2 separate regions of the Cyprinus carpio genome follow, and region 2 is linked to region 1. Evidence: chromatin contacts called from public Hi-C data. All regions are on one chromosome and are shown on one strand. Each heading gives the region's core, a stretch centred on a gene start, on an enhancer-like site or on the middle of the called end of the contact. The rest is flanking DNA. Distances are from core to core; before and after follow the strand shown.

The links. Hi-C and Micro-C count contacts between places; a contact is called where the count stands out from the background.
Region 2: a contact with region 1 is called in a Hi-C map of red blood cells, with 3 times the contacts expected there. The contact joins the promoter of LOC109051479 here to the enhancer-like site in region 1. A contact is called at or near these places in 3 of 8 Hi-C or Micro-C datasets (liver, red blood cells and skeletal muscle).

Annotation. Positions count from the first base shown.
Region 1 is chrA11:13,836,217-13,840,538 of ASM1834038v1, forward strand. No RefSeq gene overlaps it. Among protein-coding and RNA genes, the nearest start is that of LOC122146604, 7.1 kb to the left of the region's middle. Within about 2 kb of position 2,520, at least 3 of the 8 cell types and tissues checked have an H3K27ac peak or open chromatin away from gene starts, as enhancers often do.
Region 2 is chrA11:13,888,972-13,893,039 of ASM1834038v1, forward strand. LOC109051479 (purine nucleoside phosphorylase-like) reads left to right here and starts at 2,141. Exons shown (of 6, transcript XM_042767048.1): 1 at 2,141-2,208; 2 at 2,581-2,744; 3 at 2,887-2,990; 4 at 3,695-3,870; 5 at 3,970-4,068. The coding sequence starts at 2,186.

The sequences.
Region 1 (4,322 bases), core at 1,270-3,769:
ATGTTTTTTTGTTCATAAGTTCAAACATAAGACCAATTTTACATTTTTAAATGAGTGGTGTTTCACTTCCAACACAAAATAATCACCTATTTCACCATACTTTCCATTTAAACCAAATATAAAAACTATAACAATAACTATTAGTGTCAACACCAACACAAAATAATGTTCTATTTCATCTTACTTGCTAGTTTAATCAAGTTTGGATTAAATCCCCAAGTATGACTAATAGCAATAGAGATGCTTGCCTTAGAAAGCACTGCTAATAGCCAATGTCATTGCAGAAGTTTAGTATTCTTTACAGGAAGCCATTCTATTCCACTTTGGAAGTATATACTGAGTGCACATTGTATGACCCTCTGCTTTTTGTCTCCCTTAGTCTCCTCAACTGAAGTAACCGTTCTGACCTTTAGAGGATGCTGTTGTCATTAGGACAAGGCCTATTTGTGACCAAACTCTCTCATTCCCATTTTTTCTCTCATTTCTCCATCTATCTCTGTGCTCACTGGATCGCTTCACCTGCATGGAGTGGTTTTCCATAAGTGAGGAGCATAAGCAGTTTCATATTTTTCGTAGTTTCGTAGTTTTCATAGTTTTCATATTTATAATGCCACGCCAAATGGTTCCCTGACACAGGGAAGCGTGACTGTGAAAATTGATTATCGTGCAGAATCCAGCCAAATACTGTCAAGAGTGTGCTGACATTAAAACAGTTTAAAATCACAACATGAACTGGACCTGAATCACTGAAGAGATTCATATTTTTTTCTTTGCCAGGCTGTCAACTTAATTTTTCTGAATCGTAAAAGTAAGCGTTTCCTGAATAACTGCCTTTTTTTGGTCCTTTCTTCTGGATATACTGTTTAGGATCAAGATATCTTTTACTAAAGGATTGAAAGGAACTAATTAAAAGTAATTGGAAATTCTGAATTGATCTGGCTGACCCATCCTAAGTGTGGTTTGATTAAAGCTGTCTTCTACACCCAATCAGATAAATCAATGTTGTTTGATCAATTGTGTTTCCTAAGCGGACTTTAAAGCAGGGCCATAACTGCTAAAGGGATAGTTCACAAAATAAATAAATAAAAAAAAATTGTTTCCTCATTTACTCACCCCCATGTTGTTTCAAAGCTGTATGACATGAAAAAAAAAAATCTGTTTGCGTTCAAATAATGAAAGTTAATGGGGACCTTAAAAAAAAAAAAAAAAAAAAAAAAACATTTGTGTCCCAGACAGCAAGCAGTTTCGGCCCAGATCCGGCCCACATCTGGCCCGTGTGAAATCCATGCGGGCCAGATGTGGGCTGGATCTGGGCCGAAACTGCTTGCTGTCTGGGCGTGTGTTCTGCAGAAGGAAGTCAGTCATTTGGATTGGATTTGGAACAAGTAAATGATTAAAGATACAAAACTGTATGAGTTTTGTTGAACATAAATGATATTTTGAAGAATGCTGGTAGCCAAACAGTTATTGGTAGTCAGTGACTTCCATAGTATAGAAAAAGAATACTATGGAACTCAATGGCTGCTGTTAACTGTTTGGTTACCAGCATTCAACAAAAATACATCTTTTGCGTTTCGCAGAAGAATGAAGTGCATACATGTTGGGAACAACTCAGTAAATGGTGACAGGATTTTTGAGACAACTACCCCTTTAAGGTGGTCACAGTTTTGAATACATAGGGACATTTATTTTATTTTTTTTTCAGAAATCTGCACCAAATGGTAACATATAATGGAGCTTTATATTTGGAACTGAGTTGCATTTTAATCCCCTGCAATAGTGGACAGAAGAAGAAAAAAAAAATATGTGAAACTAGAGATCTGTGACCTGACTGATATCTGCATTTGGCCTCTTTCTGTTGTCCAAATCATCCCCACATGCTACTAACCATGAACACATTGCAAGGTGAGGTCTTTTTAAACAACGAGAGTCGGTAATTCATTACCTGTCATGACAACACCTCTCGACAACAACCCTCCCCCTATGATTGATTGAAGGGGGATTTCAAGGGGAATGACTTGGCAACTGTGCTCAACTCTCCTAATTGTAGGTTTGTCTTCCTCTATTCCCCCATCCCTGTGTGTTTTAAATGCAAGTTTGTTTGCCCTTTGAATCAACCTTCAGTGTGTGTATGTATCTTGTGTGCTTTTGTACATTTTAGCATATGTTTGCAGATCATCTAAAACTGACTGTCCGAAATGATCTGACCAGCTTGTGCATTCAATATGAGTCTCAAAAGAGTTCATTCTGCAGCTGTTCAGATTTCAGCGCAATGTTTTAGGAAATAGATGCCCTTTAGTTGTTCTGATTTAGACCAACTGTTTTTGTTTTTATAAATAAATAAAACAGGCAGTAAATGAAGGGTGGGCTCTGTGGAAGAAGCTCATTTAATGGCCAGTGTGTGTGTGTGTGTACTGGATAATACGTAGTGCTGGGATTTTAGGGTGTGATTGGACCAGATTGCCTGTGGGCTCCCCACTGTGTTGCTGCAGCTGCTAAACAGGAGAGGAGAGAAGAGATTTAACCTCATTGTCAGAGGAGCACAGAGGCCAACTGCACACCCTCCCTCTCCTCTTCACACTCAACCAGGACATGCAGCTGAAACACACATACACTTACATGTATATTATGGTCACACCACAAAAACAAGCGAGACCATTTTACTTTACATTGCAGTGTAAAAGTAAATGCTGTTTGTTAACAAAAATACTGTTACTACTGTTCTTATTAGGTCAGTGATTTTTTTTTAATAATCAATACTTTCAGTAAGGATGTCATAAATTGATCAGAAGTGACAGTGAAGACTTATATTAAAGATTTCAATTAAAAAAAAATCTTTTAATCAAAGAATTCTAATATATATATATATATATATATATATATATATATATATATATATATATATATATATATATATATATATATATATATATATATATAAACTAAGCTGCACAACTGTTTTTAACACTGATAGTAACAAGAAATGTTTATTGAGCAGTAGGGGTGTGACGAGATCTTGTGGCACGAGATCTCACGAGATAACATGACAATATCCACGACCATAACAACCAAACAAGTTTCCATTACACCCTCCCCCACACCAATATCCCACGCAATAAATAAGGCCTGTTCACACCGGGACGAATTTCGCGCGCGATATTCGCCGACGTTTAACGCCTCGTGACTAAACAAAGGGCGCCAATGTGAGTGTGCACATCGACGCGAAAAAACCACGCGTAAAAGCGTCATTTTTTAAAAAACGCCTCGGGTTCGTTTTTTTGGTTTGACGCACCGCGTCAAAAACTATAAGACCAATGAGAATGGCGCTTTTGCACACGTGTCTGGAGCTTCTGAAGTTACAGTAAAACACAACTTGGGGGCGCTCAAACACAAAACTGTCTTGCTGAGCACACATACGTAACGGCGAAGAAGATATACGCCAAGTAGCGTCTACACTGCCGGGAAGAAATAAGATGAAGAAGATGCAAGGCAAGATGAATGTAGAGTTGCTGGTCTCGTTGGTGTCGGAACACAAAGAATCTATATGACAAACGCGACAGCGATTACAAAAATCTTGATAAAAGAGAACTAGTATTTCTAGTATTTCTGTTTTACATTAAGCGCCATCTAATGTCAGGGAATGAATTTGCATGTTCACTCGGCTCATCGTCAGCGAAAATCGCTTGGGTGTGAACACAAAAAACGCGTTGAAAAACGCTGGCGAATAACGCGCGCCGATATTCGTCCCGGTGTGTACGGCCCATTACACTGGCCCTTTCACCAGTAGGCTATGTAAGATATTTTATGTTCACATCAGGCAAGTGGACGCATGATAAGTGGTAAAATTGCGCAGTGTAGTCTTTATCCAGTCATAAAAACAGAATTCACAATTTAATGCGGAATGTCACGGAATTTGTCAAACTTTGAATTAATTAATCAATCAAAAGTAAGTAATTATACTTAAATCAAATCACAATATGTATCTGTAAATATAAATCCGTCGATTTTAATATGATTCCTGCAAGTTCTGCGTGTCTCTATTAATAAATGGCGCAGAGGCGTGGTTTCATTTAACTTACTAAGCGCGCCTGACTCTCGCTGGTGATGTCAGCGTCTGTCGTCTCAATAAATGAGGACAGAAACACATGAACAACATCTCCAAAACTGCTCTGAGAGTCACTTCATGAGCACTTTACCATTTTATTTGAGTAAAACTAGCATATCACATACACAAAACTGTAAAGGTATTCGCCACAACCCATCAAAATAAAAGTCCGGTCCTATTTTTCAGTAGAATATACATAGCCTAATACTACTTCCAC
Region 2 (4,068 bases), core at 891-3,390, 52 kb after region 1:
GAGCTCTGCCCTGGGTCCACACCCCCTCTTCCCACACCATAAAAAATAAGTAAGGTTGTTTTTTTTTTGGGGGGGGGGGGGCATATAGCTCAGGCCTTTGGCTGAAGGGGAAATGGTCACTGACAACCACTGAGGCATCCAAGGGGCAACTTCCATGGCTATGGTAGAGTAAGTTCTTAGTGCTCACCTTGATGCTTGGCATGTCAGCGTGGGTATTACATTCCCCATAGTGACCGCTAGAGGATACGGTTTGAGTTCCCTCAGAAAGGAACGTTTCAGGTTACGCATGTAACCATGGTTCCCTGAGAAGGGAACGAGACACTGTGTCCTCTTTTTTGCTATGCCTCGAATGCAAGCTTCAGACGACGAAGAAGATGATGTGTTTTATTGGATTTTTTTTACATTGTGGTCACACTGACAGTGATGTCATAGGCTGTCGCTGGCCAATGTTATTGTTTAGACGTTTGCTTCAGACACCAGTCATGCCGAAGGCTTTCCCTATAGCGATTATTAGAGGACACAGTGTCTCATTCCCTTCTCAGGGAACCGTAGTTACATGCATAACCTGAGACGGTTATCCAGTGTGTGTCCTACCCCTGTCTGCTGTGTGCCTTGTTTGTCCCAATAGTTACACTCATTAGTTGCCATAGCTACTCATTGGACCACACCCACTCCTTGTTAGTTCCCACAGCAATTCATTGGTTCCTTTTGTTCTCCTCTGTCTAAATAGCCCTTGTGTTTCTCTTGTGCCATGTCAGTTTTTTAATATAATGTGACATTTTGCATGTGGTTTTATTTCCTGTTCTTTGTTGTTCGTTTCCTTGTTTTGCCATTAAAGGCCCTGCACATTACACTGATAAAAACAGAGTAATCCACACCACTCCAGTCCATTAATTAATGACAGCTGCATGTAACAAATCCATTATTAAGACGTTTTTAAATTCAAACTACTGCTTCTGTCTAAATACCGGTCCTCTATCCATAATATTGCTTAATTCTCATATTTTTCTGGCATCCATTCACTGCAGAGGTTCCAATGGTGAGCAAGTGATGTAATGCGTACATTTCTCCTGATCTGTTCCGATGCTATTTCAGTACTTGCATCAAATGTTATAATACAGTATATAGAGGTTTTTCATTCCACTCTTATTTTGTGTTTTTATTTAGAATCCATTAATAATGATTGAATTGGGCAATCAGATTCGAGTGGGTGAAATCACATGTGCCTTATACGCTACAGATTACGTCTGAGCAAATGGAGAGATAGCAAGATGCATGGGGTATGCTTGGCACTCAACATTGTTAATGTAGTTACAGAGAGGTATACACTCTCGCTCTCTGTCTGTTGTTCTCAGACTTTCTCTTAAGCTGTCTGATGTCAAGACAAGAGAAAAGAAGTTGCATTATACCTTTGAAATGTTCTTACAAGCCTCCGGACCTGCATCTAAAAGTGGAAAAATGCTTGCAATCAGACGAATCTTGTGAGGTCCCCAAATTAAATTTTTCTGGTCCTGTGCTTTAGATTTGGGTTGGAGTCTGTACCCCTGGTAATGAGCCTCACATGTTACCGATCCTGTGGCAGAACTCGAGCCTGACCCATTGGCAGATCTCATACTGCATACTGGCTCTATACACACTTTGTGACCTACAATTCTCCATCAAACTTTTACTGAAAAGTAAGAATACTGATCATCAATTTCAGCATACATTAGAAAATACCTACAACTAGGAAACAAAGGCAGTATAGTAGAAAATTAATGCATCTAATTTATCTATAGTCAGATGTTGTTCTTGTTATTGTTATTCATTTCTGCTTTCTTCTCAATTGATAATTTCTGGTCCAATGACTATGATTATGTTAAAAAAAAACTCTTGTGATGCACTTAAACTTTGAATTTGTAATGTATCCAGATTTCTTAAGTGGTTTAAAAGCTTACATCCACCAAATCTGATTAAAAGTGTAACTCGCCTCTGATAATTAAACTCAGACACACCTACAAATTACAAGACATTTCATTCGGCATGACTAAACTTTAATACTAAGTTGTAACCTATCAGAGCGTTTGTGTGTGTTAGTGAGGTCAGGGATTAGGTTTACTTAAATGGAGAGGGCTGCTCTCTCGTTCACACACCAGGATCACTCTGCGTTTTAAAACTTTCTTTAAGACGAACACACAAGACCAACATGCATAGTAAAGATCAAATCTGGTAAGTTTTCTGTTATCTTAGGATTTAGTATGTGATGGAAAATATCATACATAGCTACTTTTTTTCAGAAATGTAAAAGAGTAGCTCTGTTTAATGCTGTTGAATTCTGGGTATTGTATGTCATTTCACAGTATAAAACATGATTCTGGTCAAGCAAAGGGATGTAAATATAATACTTATTAGTCACAATAGACCTAATAAGGACTATTTCAAAAACTGTTATGGTACAGATCACAATTTGCAGCAAATGAATTGCATGTTTTATTTTAGTTGAATTTAAATGTTTTAAATTCCACAATTCCCTATTATGAATATAGAGTCAGTTTAATAAAACTAAAACCAAAAGTTAATTTTTATTTTTCTCATATCCAGCCATGAGGACTATCAGAGAACGGCAGACTGGCTGTTGTCCCAGACACGACACAGACCTAAAGTAGCCATCATCTGCGGTTCTGGACTGGGAATGCTTGCGGATGCGCTCAAATGCCGAGACTCGTTCAAATACTTGGACATCCCTGGCTTTCCTCAGAGCACAAGTAAGACACAGCTCAGAGCATGTAATAATATATTTGCATCAGTGTTTTGTCCATTTGCAGAAATAAAGTACTTGCTAAAAAAATATATATTATGTGATAATGCTTGTATGTGTCTTGACTAAGTGTTTGTATATTCAAACAGTGAAGGGTCATGCTGCAAGGCTGGTTTTTGGAGAGCTCAAAGGGAAGACCTGTGTGTGCATGCAGGGCCGATTCCACATGTATGAGGGACACTCGCTAAGCAAGGTTTGACCTTTTTAAACCAATGGCACTACATGCCATCATAATTATCTAATATAAAATGAACTAATATATTATCCTATATCAATTTGCAAAATGAATTACTTTAATCTTGAGTGTCACATTACCCTTCAGAAATTCGAATGCATCCTTGCTGAATAAAAGTACTATATTAAATTTTCACAAAAAAAATAAATAAAAAAAAATCTTACTGACCCTAAACTTTTCAGTGATATTTTTTCACTTCAGTTCATCTTTGTAAGTATGTATCTTTCTTGAGCTAACACAGTTTAACACAGTCCCATCAGGCTTTATTTGCTTAATGACACAATCTGTCTATATCATGTGTCACAATTAGAATTATATTATATCACAGAATCACATTGCATTCCAAAAGTAACCCCAAAACACTGTTCTATTCATGCTGTGTCATGCTGCAGTCTAAAATGATGATAGAATAAGGAGATTTATTTTCTCTTTTTGGATGCCCGCACAGTTTATTCACTCCACTCCATCCTGGTCATGCTAATAACATGCTGTATATCAGAGCACAATGTACCATTCGGTGAAACTTTTGTGTGGTTCGATTTAAAAGGCTTATTGGTAGCTTGCCTGTACAGTACACTCACAAGCTCTTGAAGTTTTTTACAAAGGCGCTGGATGTTGAAAATGGATTAACAGTTACCAGAATTTGTGCTTGTGTTTCTCAGGTCACTTTTCCAGTAAGAGTGTTCAAGCTTCTGGGTGTTGAAACCTTGATGGTCACTAATGCAGCAGGGTCATTAGCGGACAGTTATAGCTGTGGTGATATTATGATCATATGTGACCACATTAACTTCCCTGGACTTGCTGGATTGAACCCTCTAAATGGCCCTAATGATGATAAGTGAGTATCAATGTACATGTTGATGTGAGTTAAAAAAAAAGTGTTCATTCATTAGAATCACCAGTAAAAGAAATGTAATCATTTATCGGTCACTGTCAAGTTTGGTCCTCGATTTCCACCCATGTCTGGGGTCTATGACAAAAGCCTACGGAAGATGGCGTTTGACATCTGTAAGAACATGGGTGTCTCCCAGTATGT